Regions from separate parts of the Mus musculus genome. Here region 2 is linked to region 1. A link is a contact called in public HiChIP or PLAC-seq data. All regions are on one chromosome and are shown on one strand. The core of a region is the stretch at or near the end of the contact, and the rest is flanking DNA. Distances in the headings are between cores, read along the strand shown.

Region 1 (5,480 bases), core at 824-3,323:
GCACGAACAGTATGTGCCAAGTCAAGTAAGTACTTTAGGAAACGTGAGAGGAAAAAAAAATCACAGGACTTTGACAGATCATAAAGTAAGTCATGGAGGCATAAAAGAAAACATGAAACCTGTGTGTGTGTGTGTGTGTGTGTGTGTGTGTGTGTATGCATGTGTGCATTTGTGTGCATGTGCGTGTGTAAGGCTGCATGATGCTCATGAGTTAAACCGAGAGGAAAAGACTGATTATATAGCAAAGACAATCTGATTTTTTAATGTCAAAATACTAACTCTGAACTTGCTCTAACAGACAAACTCGAGGCAGCATGAGCTCCTGCTGATACAGGACTTCAGAAGTTAACTGAGTGGAGAGCAAGGGCAGTTGACAGTGAGGGAAACCAGGTAGAACCTCGTCTCACAGTGCTCCTGAGGCAGCTGGGGCTGGATTAAGGAGCATTACTACGGACATACCATTAAGGTCAGGTAACAGATTCATGTTTGCTTCTGTTGTGGAGAAAAGCATGCCCATTGAATTGAAATAGTGAAATGGGTGAAAACCTACATGCATATGGCTCTGATATGTGTGCTCACACATACATTTGTGTATCCACACATATACACAATACATCAGTCACATATAAATAAACATATCAACACCTATATACATATCTAACATTTTAATGCCTTTTCAGATCCACTGACTTAGCATTTCTGCTTTGGGGCTTCAAATTTTCACCTGAGGGTGTCAGGGACAGAAAATACAACAGACTCCCCAAAGAGTGACAGAGTGTTCTGACAGGAAAGTTTCAGAGTTGGGAGCAGATGACTATATAAAAACAGCACTGTAGCCCGAGAAGAATGAGACAGAGACTGCTGGAGGAAGGTACTCCATGCCCACACTGTCTGCTACCTTTCCAGCACCACGGGGACAGGACAGCCACTCGATGCTCCTAAGGTACGGAGAACCACGTGAACAAAGGCTGGAGACACTTACTGTGGAGAGCAAGGCTCAATGGAAATTTGAGGAGTTTTCAAACATTTGAAGGGCAGAAGAGATCACACTTGTTGGGTAGAATTCCAGAGGGCATGGCCTCTGCACTCAAGGGCACTCTAATGATTTACTAATAATGGTGACAGGTAACTCGCCCACACATACCGCTGTGTGTCCCATCTATTAACTCAATTAACTGCCGACAGCCCTCTGGGGCACATGACATCGCTCTCATCCTCTTTAAAAGGTGAGGAACTGATGAAAGAGAAGAGTGAAGGCTGGAGCACAGGCCAGTTGGTTCTAGGGCCTTTGCTGTGCTGCCTCCAGAGGGTCAGACTACTCTGAGGTAAAAGGGAAAAGGAAAACTTTCACACTAGTAAAGCTATCTGGGTGAGAAAAAGATTGCTTCATTGAGGGAGTGAATCTCCCAGAGCTGTGGGGGACAGTAGTAACGCATTGTAAGTACAAGCTGGCTTCCTTCCATTTGGTGAACTATGGCTCAGACGTGATAGTGCAGACAGACAGAGCAGCCCCTGGGATCAGTGGCATCAGAGCACCACAGAGTTGGCCAATCTCCAGCTCCTCCTCCAAACCACTAAGCTGCAATGGGCTAAATGTGTCAGTGGGCTCAGCCATGTCAGGGTCTAGTCATGCACTTATTCTCCTAAACCTGCTTCCTCGTCTGATCAACTGTATTCCCGTGGAGTCACTGCAGGGTTTAATGAACTGCAAGTCCTCCACAAACTCTAGCCATTAATAGAACCACACATCTAACATAAAGCAAAACTCAGAAGGCCCCCAGACTCTCCTACTTGCAAAGGCCTTTTTCTATGACCTGGGTCCCAGGGTACCACTGGAGGCTCACAACACATGAAACCAAGTGCTGGCTCACCCAACCAGCTGGCGCTGCTTCCAGTCTTTGAGTCACACTTTCACCCCTTTCCTGAAGATGACCGCAACAGGAACTTTTTACTTGCTGTGGTGTGGCTACAGAGGCAAGTAAAAAACCACTCTCAGCTTTCAAAACACTTAGAAAAAGATTACCACTCTGAACTGAGACAAGGAAAGAGCAGAAAAATCAGACCTCTGACAGGCCTAAGCACTGCTACAGCACAGTGACACTCACACAACAGGCTGGTAACAGAGCCCACTGTACACCTAACAGTGAGGTTCAAATGGAAAATACAAGTCAACTACACAGCACGGGATGAGGAAACCAGCTGATTACAAGTGAAGGGAAAATGCAGCTGTAACTGAAGCAATGCAATAGACTGAAACTCCTGTCAGACACACTCCTACCTCTGAGGAGGACACAGTTGATGCAGATTCTGCATCACACCAACCAGTGCCAGTCACAGTGAGACAGAATGTTAGCATGCCTGGAGCCATAGAGGCCTTTTTCCAATGAGGTAGTTACAAACTGAATTACGTCACATCATCAGGCAGCAACAGTTGGGAGCTTTCACACACCGAAAGCATGGGAGGAGAGCTCAGAAGGAACAGCATACATGAGGCCCTAGGGAACAGGCACTGTCATGGCAAACTGCAGCTGACGTCACTTCCTCCTGCTGTGCAGCGTCCATACGTGCACCACTGCTTTTCTTCCCTGAGTAGACACCAAGGCCTAAAGACAATGTTTAAAAATTTAACTTCCAATTAAATAACTTCTGAATGGTTCCAGTTCTGGACCTAATTTTATAAAGGACTTTGACTGTTTAAAAATCTGTTAAAGGGAAGGCATCAGTATTTCCTATCCAAACGTAAGAGACAGAGCGTGGGTTCCTGGGCAGGGAGCTGACAGCGAATCTGGGACTGAAATGAACGGAAGGCAGACTAACCTAAAACTGACCTGCCTACCACAGGCTGAGACATGAGAACTGACGGGGTCATAGAGCGCTAGGGAAGGTGTACTATGATCTTAGCGCTTTGCCTGCTCATTGTCCTGTGGCGCGCACCTGCCCATCCATAGACTAGCCTGGCAAGATGTGACCGAGGATGGGTTCTCATCAGGCTCTTCAGAGGTGGAGCTCTGAGCCAGCACTCCAGCAGCTTGGCTTGTGATGTCTTTATAGAGCTGAATAAACTGGTACAAATTCATGATCCGCGATGCTTCCACAATGCCACTGCTTTTGTTAATCTAGAAACAAAGGGAGAGGGGAACATAGACACATAGCAGTCAGTCAATATCCTGGGAAACAGACTTTGCAGTGCACAATATACCTAGAAAAATAGGAGTCTAAATAAAAGAACATATACATTTTCTTCAGTTGTGCGGTTCATCAGAGAACTTACTAAATTTTCCCATCTGATATCTAAAATAACCCTGCAAGGCTGATCAAGTACTGGCCTATCTCAGGTTGAAACATCAGGTGACTTTCCTGGAGTTGAGAAATTAATTTTAGAGATTACTGAAACTTTTCACTGTGATGTTTTAATTCATTCTTTTTGAGACATCTGCTTGGTCTGTCGCCCAGGCCGGCCTAGAACTGGAGATCCCCTTCCTCAGCTTCCCGAGTGTTGTTAGCATTACAGGCATGTACTATCATTACAAGCTAGTAATTTTCCCTTTTTCCTTCCTTTTTATTCACTTTACATCCGATCACAGCTCCCCTCCTTCCTCTCTTCCAAATCCCTCCTTTATTTCTCCCTCCTCTTCTCCTCAGAGAAGGGAAGCCCCTCCCTTGGGTACCACTCCACCTTGCAGCATCTTGTCCCAGCAGGACTAGGTACATCCTCTCCCGCTGAGGCCCAACCAGGCAGTGCAAGTAGGAGGAGATCCAATGGCAGTGAAAAGAGAGCAATACCGCCTGGCTCCATTTGTTAGAGGACTCACATGAAGACCAAGCTGCACATTTGCTACAAACTCATGGGGGGGGGGGTGTTGTCTAGGTCCAGCTCCTACATTACAAGCTAATAATTTTTAATAAAGAATTTATTTATGCTATTCTGTGACAACTGAAAGGATGATAGTAACTACATGTCCTCCTCCTCCTCTTCCTCCTCCTTTTTGTATGTGCATGAGTTTGTAAAGGCCAGAGGTTAACCTTGGGTATCGTTCTTCAGGACACTGTAATGTCTGTCTGAATTTGCTATCTGTCTGAAGTTCTCTTACTTGACCTGGAACTGGCGGATTCTATCAGACTTACAGACCAGTAGGCCTCGGGGATCTATCTACCTGTCCCTGCCTCCTCAGTCCTGCAATGCTTGGCTTTTTTTTTTTTTTTTTAAAACATGAGTTCTGCGGATCAAATGCAATACACTCTATCAACTGAGTTTTTTCTTCAGCCCCTTTCTTATATATATTTATGCTCTAATTCGTACATATAAACTAAAGCCAGAATGCTACATTAAACTACAAAAAGCAATTGAATTTTGTGATTTCACAAATGACGTGGAACCAGTGGGCTGGAGATCTTCCATAGATTGTATCTCTGAGCACTTTTAGAAGACTTCAGAAAATCAGAGTGGGACATATGTGAAAAACTAAGTCGGTTGAATAAGGGAATGATAGTTTTAAAGAGCTTGAGATAATCAGATTGATTACAAGTAGGAAAGACGACTTCTTAGCAGACGAGGTGGTAGAGAGGTCTATGTGAAGCTAAGAGTGGTGGTACATTCCTATAATCCCAGCATGCAGGAGGCTGAGGCAGGAGAACTGCTTCAAGTTTAAGGCCAGTCTGTGATACAGAATGAGTTGCGGGCCAGCCTGGGTTATGTAATGAGACCATGTTTCAAAATCAAACAAATAAACAAAAAAGTAACAACAATATCCAAAGACTGTGGAGACAGAAGTTGAGAAATCTTATGCGTACATGAAAATAAATGAAAGTACAAGGTTAGAAACAATGTAGGGAGATGAACTGGCTGTGTGTGGTAGTGTACACTCAAATAAGCCCAGGACCCCAGAGGCGGGATCACAGCAAGGCTGTCTCAAAGAGACAAAGAACACAGGCAGTGGCAGCAAGCCTTAAGACTGTGAAATGTGCTCATGGAAATGAGATATGAGAAGGCAGACACACATATTTAAATTTATCACAGTAGTATGTGGATGAAAATGAAGGTTAAAACTAATCATTTATCAATTTTTTTATTCTTTGAGAAGGTAGAAAAAAATTGAGACTCAAGAATGGGCCAGATTTCATATCATGAAAATGTGGAATTATATCTAATAATTAAATGCCTGGTTAAACTTTGAGAAGCTAATATGTATGTGGAGATTCAAACATACAAGGTTCTTTTTAATAAAAAAAAAACACAGAGTAGAGTGTTGTAGTGACTTGATTTCTTTAAAAACTCAGAAATATTCTAAGTGTTTTCACTATAATCCCGGGTGTGGGGAGATATGGGGCTGCTACAGATTGTCTGCAGGAGCTGACTATGATTTGCCTCGTGCTCTAGCAGAGGCGTGGTTCTGCCAGCTGCAGATAACTTCTGTGATGATGTGATGTTTGGAATTCTGAAAACTTTCCAGAGGGTACATAGATGCTAGAGCCCAGAAAGT
Region 2 (5,869 bases), core at 3,166-5,665, 130 kb after region 1:
TAAGGGAGGACAGCTCGCTGAGATCAGATACCATCTACTGAGCTCCTACTGGCAGCATGACTACCATTACCAAGTTGACTCCTTGTGATGGCCTTTGATATGGGTAGGCATCAATAGTCCCATTCTATAGGTGAAGGAAGAGCCTCTCAGGTTGGAAGCCACTTGTCCTGAGTCACATAGAAAACTAATTGTTTCTACCTAGGTCTTCCTGATTGGAGGCCTATACCACACAGCCTTTCCTGTGGCCTGTCTCCTCCCCACGTGTAGAACCAAGGACAGTGCCAATAACTGAGTAACCACTGTGTCACAGGTCCTAGGTGAGTGTCACTACATGCTGGAGCCTATAGGAAAATCCAGAAAGCTCTGCTGTTTCCCATGACATGCTTTCTGTTCCACAGAGAGGGCCTGGAATGTTCCCCAAACCAGAGTGCTGCAATCCAGGTTGGTAAAAGGACACACAGCCGTAGCACACAGAACCCTCTGGGCCGGACTTTCTGAGGCAGGAAAGGTGTCTGATTCGTTATGAATATTCAAAATATCCATTTAAAATGGTGGTTGCTTTGTGTTTAAAGAATTGGAGACATTTAGGCCAGTAGCTGTCAAAGATGGCGCCATCTTGGCTTTTGCATTTATTCTAATAGGTACCCAGAGCAGAGTTGAAGCATTTGGGGTGACCCCTGCTGGTCATCTTGAAAATCTCATCTCAACTAAGGTATTCAGGTATTCATTCATATTCTCTCTCTCTCTCTCTCTCTCTCTCTCTCTCTCTCTCTCTCTCTCTAGTTTTAGACAGAGTTTGACATAACTTTAAAAATTTGACATGTTGGCTTCGAACTCACGTAGCTGAGGCTGACTGATTCCCCTTTCTCCATCTCCCAAGTGCTAGGATTCCAGGAATATGCCGCCGTGCCTGGCTGAATCATTCCTTCTTTCTCCACAAACAAACTTTTTATTAGGTCTGTGCCCATGTTGTGATGGAAAGAGAGTGGGTGTGTAGTTTTGGGCCCTCACAGCGTTCTGAGTCCAGTGTTGGGTGGCAACTGAAAAACTGATTGGTATAAACACTTCAAAATGAGGAGTTATAAGAACTCAAACAAGAGTCCCTAGCTATGCAGGCTGATTGCATGAGATGTGGTCTTAGGGATGGCTCTATGTTATGAGGGGAGTTTGAGCTGAGCCATAACACAGAAATAAGAGCAGAACTTCTCTGGTTGCAGAATAGCCTCGGGGCTGAGCAGAGTAGATGAACTGGCAGAGAAGAAGCCATGCTGGACTGGGCTCCAAGCAGACTAAAAGCTGTGGGGCCAGGACCACGGTGTCTTCCATCCCCAAAGGCTACTGGATGAAGGAACTGAACATCAAGTTTCCCTAAAAGATGATGAGGTCTTTGAATAATTTCATCATCTTTACTTAGACATCGGCATCCGGAGTGCTGAAGGACTGCATGGTAATGAGGGGAATCGAGGGAAACACGTTGCTCGCTTTCTCAGGTCACGTCACTGCCTCATCCCCACAAGTCAACCTATCTTAATAGGAACAGTTTCCAAAGTATGGGAGGCAGCCATTCCACTTCCTGTTTAGGTCTTAATCTACACAGAGCATACTGTGTACTAAGGATTCAGTCAAGCAAGATCATGTTCAGAAAAGAGAAAGAACATTCTATGAGGGCAAGAATTTGTGTTTAAGAGCTCAAGACTTTAGCCCAGGACAGAGAAGCTGCAATGGAAAAGCAATCTCTTCTTAGATATCTAAAAGGTAGTCATGTGGCCCTGAGGTCTCCAGAGAGCAGGTGTATGGCCAGGACTCAAGGGCCAAGTGAGAAGGCAAAGGGACCTTCTAGTAGCCAGAGCCAGTTAAAGATGAAACAGAACAAACTTCAAGGTCAAGAGTTTGCTGTTGCTGGGAGACTTTCGATATTGGCTGGCTTCAGGGGTCACAGGAATGCCAAGCACCGCCATGGCTTTTTCCTACTCTGAAGCCCCAGACTGTATCTAGACACAACCAGCCACAAGGAGCTCCTAGCCCAGGGTCCATTTAGAGACCCTAGGATTATAAAGGTCTACCAGAAATATCCCATTCTCTAACCCCCCCCCCCTTCCCTCTCTTGAAGACAGACCTCTGCCATTCCCAGACCAGCCAGAAACAAAATGTCATGAATGAGGTCAGACACACCTGGAGATGCGGGTGAGGCAGGATGGAGGCTGGCTGCAGCCCCACAGGTGAACAAGATGGAGCTGCTGAGGCTCTGTGGGAATCCCTGCAGCCCTGCTGCAGGCCATCCCCACGCTGCTCAGGTTCCGTGTGCTTTCCCATCCATTATTATAAACTCACTGCTCAAAATAGCAAGGTTAAAAACCCAGTCAGGCCCCCAGGGTGACATCTGGGGGGTCTGCGGGGGCTAACGGGCATGTGGACCTCATATCCATCATAGCACAGTTTGGAATACAGCCTCCAGGAAGCCATGATCTGGAGTGCCAGCCCATAAAAGGAGAGAACACTGAGTCATGCTTGTCTCCCTGCCTCCCTTTCAATCCACTTCCAAATATTTCCTGATGCTTCTCCAGCCAGGTCAGGTTATGTGAGTCATGCCAAGAACCAATCGGCTCTTTGGAGTCTATTCATCTGGCCTCTTACCAATAGTTAAACAGAACCTGCTCCATTTTACAGGGAAGAAAACTGAGGCATAGAAGGGAGAAACAAACAAGACAGGGTTCAGTTACCTTTGTACCTAAGACAAACTACCCAAGAGCCTCTGTTGGGATAACCATCCAATCATTCGTGTAAGTGAAGAGGCTAAGGGTCCCTAAACTATCCTTAGATATTTCATTTGCTTCATGAAAAAAAGCAAAACAATATACCTTTAGCATCCATACACCAGTTTCCTTACTGAGTATCCAACACTACTGTGTATGGTCACGTGCCATACTTAACCCCTACAAGACAGGGTGTGTGTTTATTTAGTTTTGTTTTTGTGCAATGCTGAAATTGAACCCAAGGCCCTGAACATGCCAAGCAAACGCCAGCCTCACACTCATGCCCCAGGAGCAGGGGCTCATGAACCTTTCCTGGAGCTGTCCTTCTCCCGACTGAGCTATGCCCCAGCCCTTCTCTGTAAGCTTTATTACTTTCATCTAATACAATAAAGCACTGAAGCAGGGAGACAATCAACAAGGCCGTGTAGCTGCTAAGTCTGAGTCCAAAGGCGCCATCTTCTCTCTTACCTAGGAGACAGCCAAAAAGCCTTGTGCAAGGCTCCCCTCCAGGAGGGAGAAGTGGGGTATAAGCTCCCGGAGGCGGGGAGGGGAAGTAACACTAAGCCTTTGGTTGCCAGGCCAAGTGTCTTCTGAGGGTAAAGTAAGGGGTCCAGCTTTGGGAGATGGCTCCATAGGTAAAGTGCTTGCCACACAAGCATGAGGACCTGAGTTCAAATCTCCAGAGTCCACAGAGCACTGGGTGTGACAGCAGGCATCCGTGATCCCATTGCTTCTAAGGAAAGATAGGGGGAGAAGACAGGAAAACTCAAGAGGCTGGTAGGCCACCTTGCCTGGTGTATGGAGCACAAACAAGAGATCCTGCCACAAACAAGGAAGAAGACTAAACCGTCATTTGAGGTTGGCCTCTGGCCTGCAAATGTGAGCTTGCCCACATGTGTACTTGCTCAGAGAAGGTCCACAGCTTGAGGCTTCGTGTCCCTGGTATGTGGTGTAACGATGTGTTCGTTCACTGTGCGAGGAAGAGGCAGCGGCGGCGCACTCAGCCTCACTCACTTCTTACTCTTCTAGTCACACAACTGTCCAGAGACTTGTCATTGAGCCACTCATGCCAGGAAGCCTCACGCCAAGATCAAAAGCCTGGGCTCTGTCCCATAAAGAGCTGCCTTAGAACCCTGCGGGCTGTCAGGGGACAGGCAGTGGGGGAAGGCAGGAGGGCTCTGGCAATGAAGGCCACACTTTATTCTGTTCCCAGCAGCCATCGGGACTTCAGTAGATACAGGAAATTTGGCCCACCTGGTAAGTCCCATACCTCATTAAGCACCAGGCTATCTTCAATAGTCAGGGGGAGACATGAACAGGTTTTACAGAGATACCCTCAGGGCTCTCAGCCTCCCTGGCAGGTGGCAATGGACGTTCTGACACTGGTAACACAATTAGTCCCATTTGACAGATGCCAGAGGACTGAAGGCATCATCCATGAATGGCAGTGGCAGGCATGCCAGTGTATTGCCTGACTCTGCAGCTCCCTGAGGGACCAAGCCTGCTGGCCTCTCTCAGAGCCTTGTGACTTGCCCAGAAAAGATCAAACCCCTCACTTGAAGCCACAGTGTCCCAGGAGCATGGCGTGCATGTGCATGTGTGCTCTGAGTAGCTCTGTTCCTCTAGAAGAGTTGAGAGGTCCTTGTGGGGAGCAAGGGGTTAAGCAAGCCTCATGAACCCCTCTGGGGTGACTCAGGCTTCTCAGAAGGGAGGGCTCTGTTCTTCCAGCTTGGGATTTTTGCTTTCATTTAGCACTCAAAGAATGTGAGTGTGATTAGGTTGCTATTAATATCCAGCCTAGCTTCTCTCTGGACAAAAGGCTGAGGCAGGAGACTGCTTGAAGTAACTGTGCACACACATCTCTCTCAGCCCCTCTACAAATTCAGAGAGGCAGGAGACTGCTTTCCATTGCCACTTTTGCAGATGGGGAGCCAAAGCTGAGGTGGGAGGGCGGATATGACCAAGGCCACACCTACGGAAGGTCAGTGAGCCCCTGCTGAGGCTGGCTGAAGGCAGAAGACAAGCCCGCGTGAGAGCAGAGCCTCTCATCCTCCTTCTACTCATGGTCTCACTCACAGCAGAGAGGATCCTCTTTCTTGTCCTCACCCTGGGTGGCCTCAGAATGTCCTCAGTCGACTAAGATGATCCTGAGGTACTGGGCAGAATCTCTATGGCCTGGCCAACTGCAGAGCTGTGTCCTGTACCCTGAGTGGGCTGGGCATATCTCCTGCATGCTGTAAAAGAATCCAAGAGCTCCACAGATACAGTTGCAAGAGCTCAGCAGATACAGTTGCAACTCTCCTAGTTCTACCTAGCTGGGTCAGTACACCTAGGCCTCTGTTTTCTCATTTGCAAAAAGAAGGTGGCCGTGTGGAGCTTTTAGGATTGGTGTAAGAGTTAGAGTCGTAAATGCCTGCGACATGCAGACTTAACATGCTTTCTGGAACTTTCCATGCCTGCTCTGAATAGCCATCTGAGTTCTCCCAGCTGCAGTTACCAAAACCTGACCAAAGAGAAGACTTTCCAAGAGAAGGCTTTCCACAGTGACTGGCCACACGCACACTTGGGTTGTCTGGACAAATGGAGACATGAATGAACACTTATACCATCTGTCTGACAATGGGCTCCCAGACTCTCCCCTGAAAATATATTTGAGTTAATGAGAAGAATGGGAGTAAGGATGGCATCTCCAGCACACATGATTCCTAAGATATTCCCTTGTCTGGGACATCATTCTGGGGTCCTGTTTTCTCTGGCCACACCATCCACTCCTGGGGTGTCTGTAGTGAGCCAGTCCTGCTCAGAATAGGCCAGACCACACCAGGAAAGTCTGGAACCAGCATGTTTGTTGGCTGTGTAGGGAGTGAGAGAATTCCTCAAGACAGGAGTGCCACTGAGTTATCTCCCTCAGGTTACTCTTCCTCTTGTGTGTGTCTGTGGGGTGTATGTGCGTGTGGGGAAGGGGTGTGTAGACATATGAGAGAGTAGGAAAAGGAGGAGTCTTGGCTCTGTCTTGTCAGCCTCGGACAGAATGGAAAAGGATCTAAAAACAAAAGATGTATCACTCGAGGTCCACCAGGGCAACTTAGTGAAACCCTGTCTTGAAATTAAAAATA

What was found. HiChIP or PLAC-seq counts read pairs in DNA pulled down with a chosen protein or histone mark.
Region 2: a contact with region 1 is called in an H3K4me3 HiChIP or PLAC-seq map of the 230-238 cell line, with 18 read pairs. The contact joins two enhancer-like sites. A contact is called at or near these places in 2 of 39 promoter capture datasets (both in embryonic stem cells), 6 of 15 datasets of contacts at CTCF or cohesin (the G1E-ER4 cell line, the NIH/3T3 cell line, embryonic stem cells and 1 more), 71 of 484 Hi-C or Micro-C datasets (3T3-L1-derived adipocytes, the AtT-20 cell line, B cells and 37 more), 26 of 115 datasets of contacts at active chromatin or transcription factors (the 230-238 cell line, CD4 single positive thymocytes, CD8 T cells and 15 more) and 5 of 9 other capture datasets (adipose tissue, bone marrow-derived macrophages, liver and 2 more).

Annotation. Positions count from the first base shown.
Region 1 is chr7:110,822,283-110,827,762 of GRCm38.p6, forward strand. Rnf141 (ring finger protein 141) reads right to left here. Exons shown (of 6, transcript NM_025999.3): 4 at 2,935-3,116. Among named protein-coding and RNA genes, the nearest start is that of Rnf141, 19 kb to the right of the region's middle. Within about 2 kb of position 2,074, at least 125 of the 459 cell types and tissues checked have an H3K27ac peak or open chromatin away from gene starts, as enhancers often do. A contact at or near this core is called in the 230-238 cell line, the G1E-ER4 cell line, the NIH/3T3 cell line and 2 more, where this site is marked.
Region 2 is chr7:110,946,271-110,952,139 of GRCm38.p6, forward strand. The region is part of intron 1 of Mrvi1 (MRV integration site 1); the gene reads right to left. Among named protein-coding and RNA genes, the nearest start is that of Mrvi1, 33 kb to the right of the region's middle. Within about 2 kb of position 4,416, at least 36 of the 459 cell types and tissues checked have an H3K27ac peak or open chromatin away from gene starts, as enhancers often do. A contact at or near this core is called in the 230-238 cell line, the G1E-ER4 cell line, the NIH/3T3 cell line and 2 more, where this site is marked.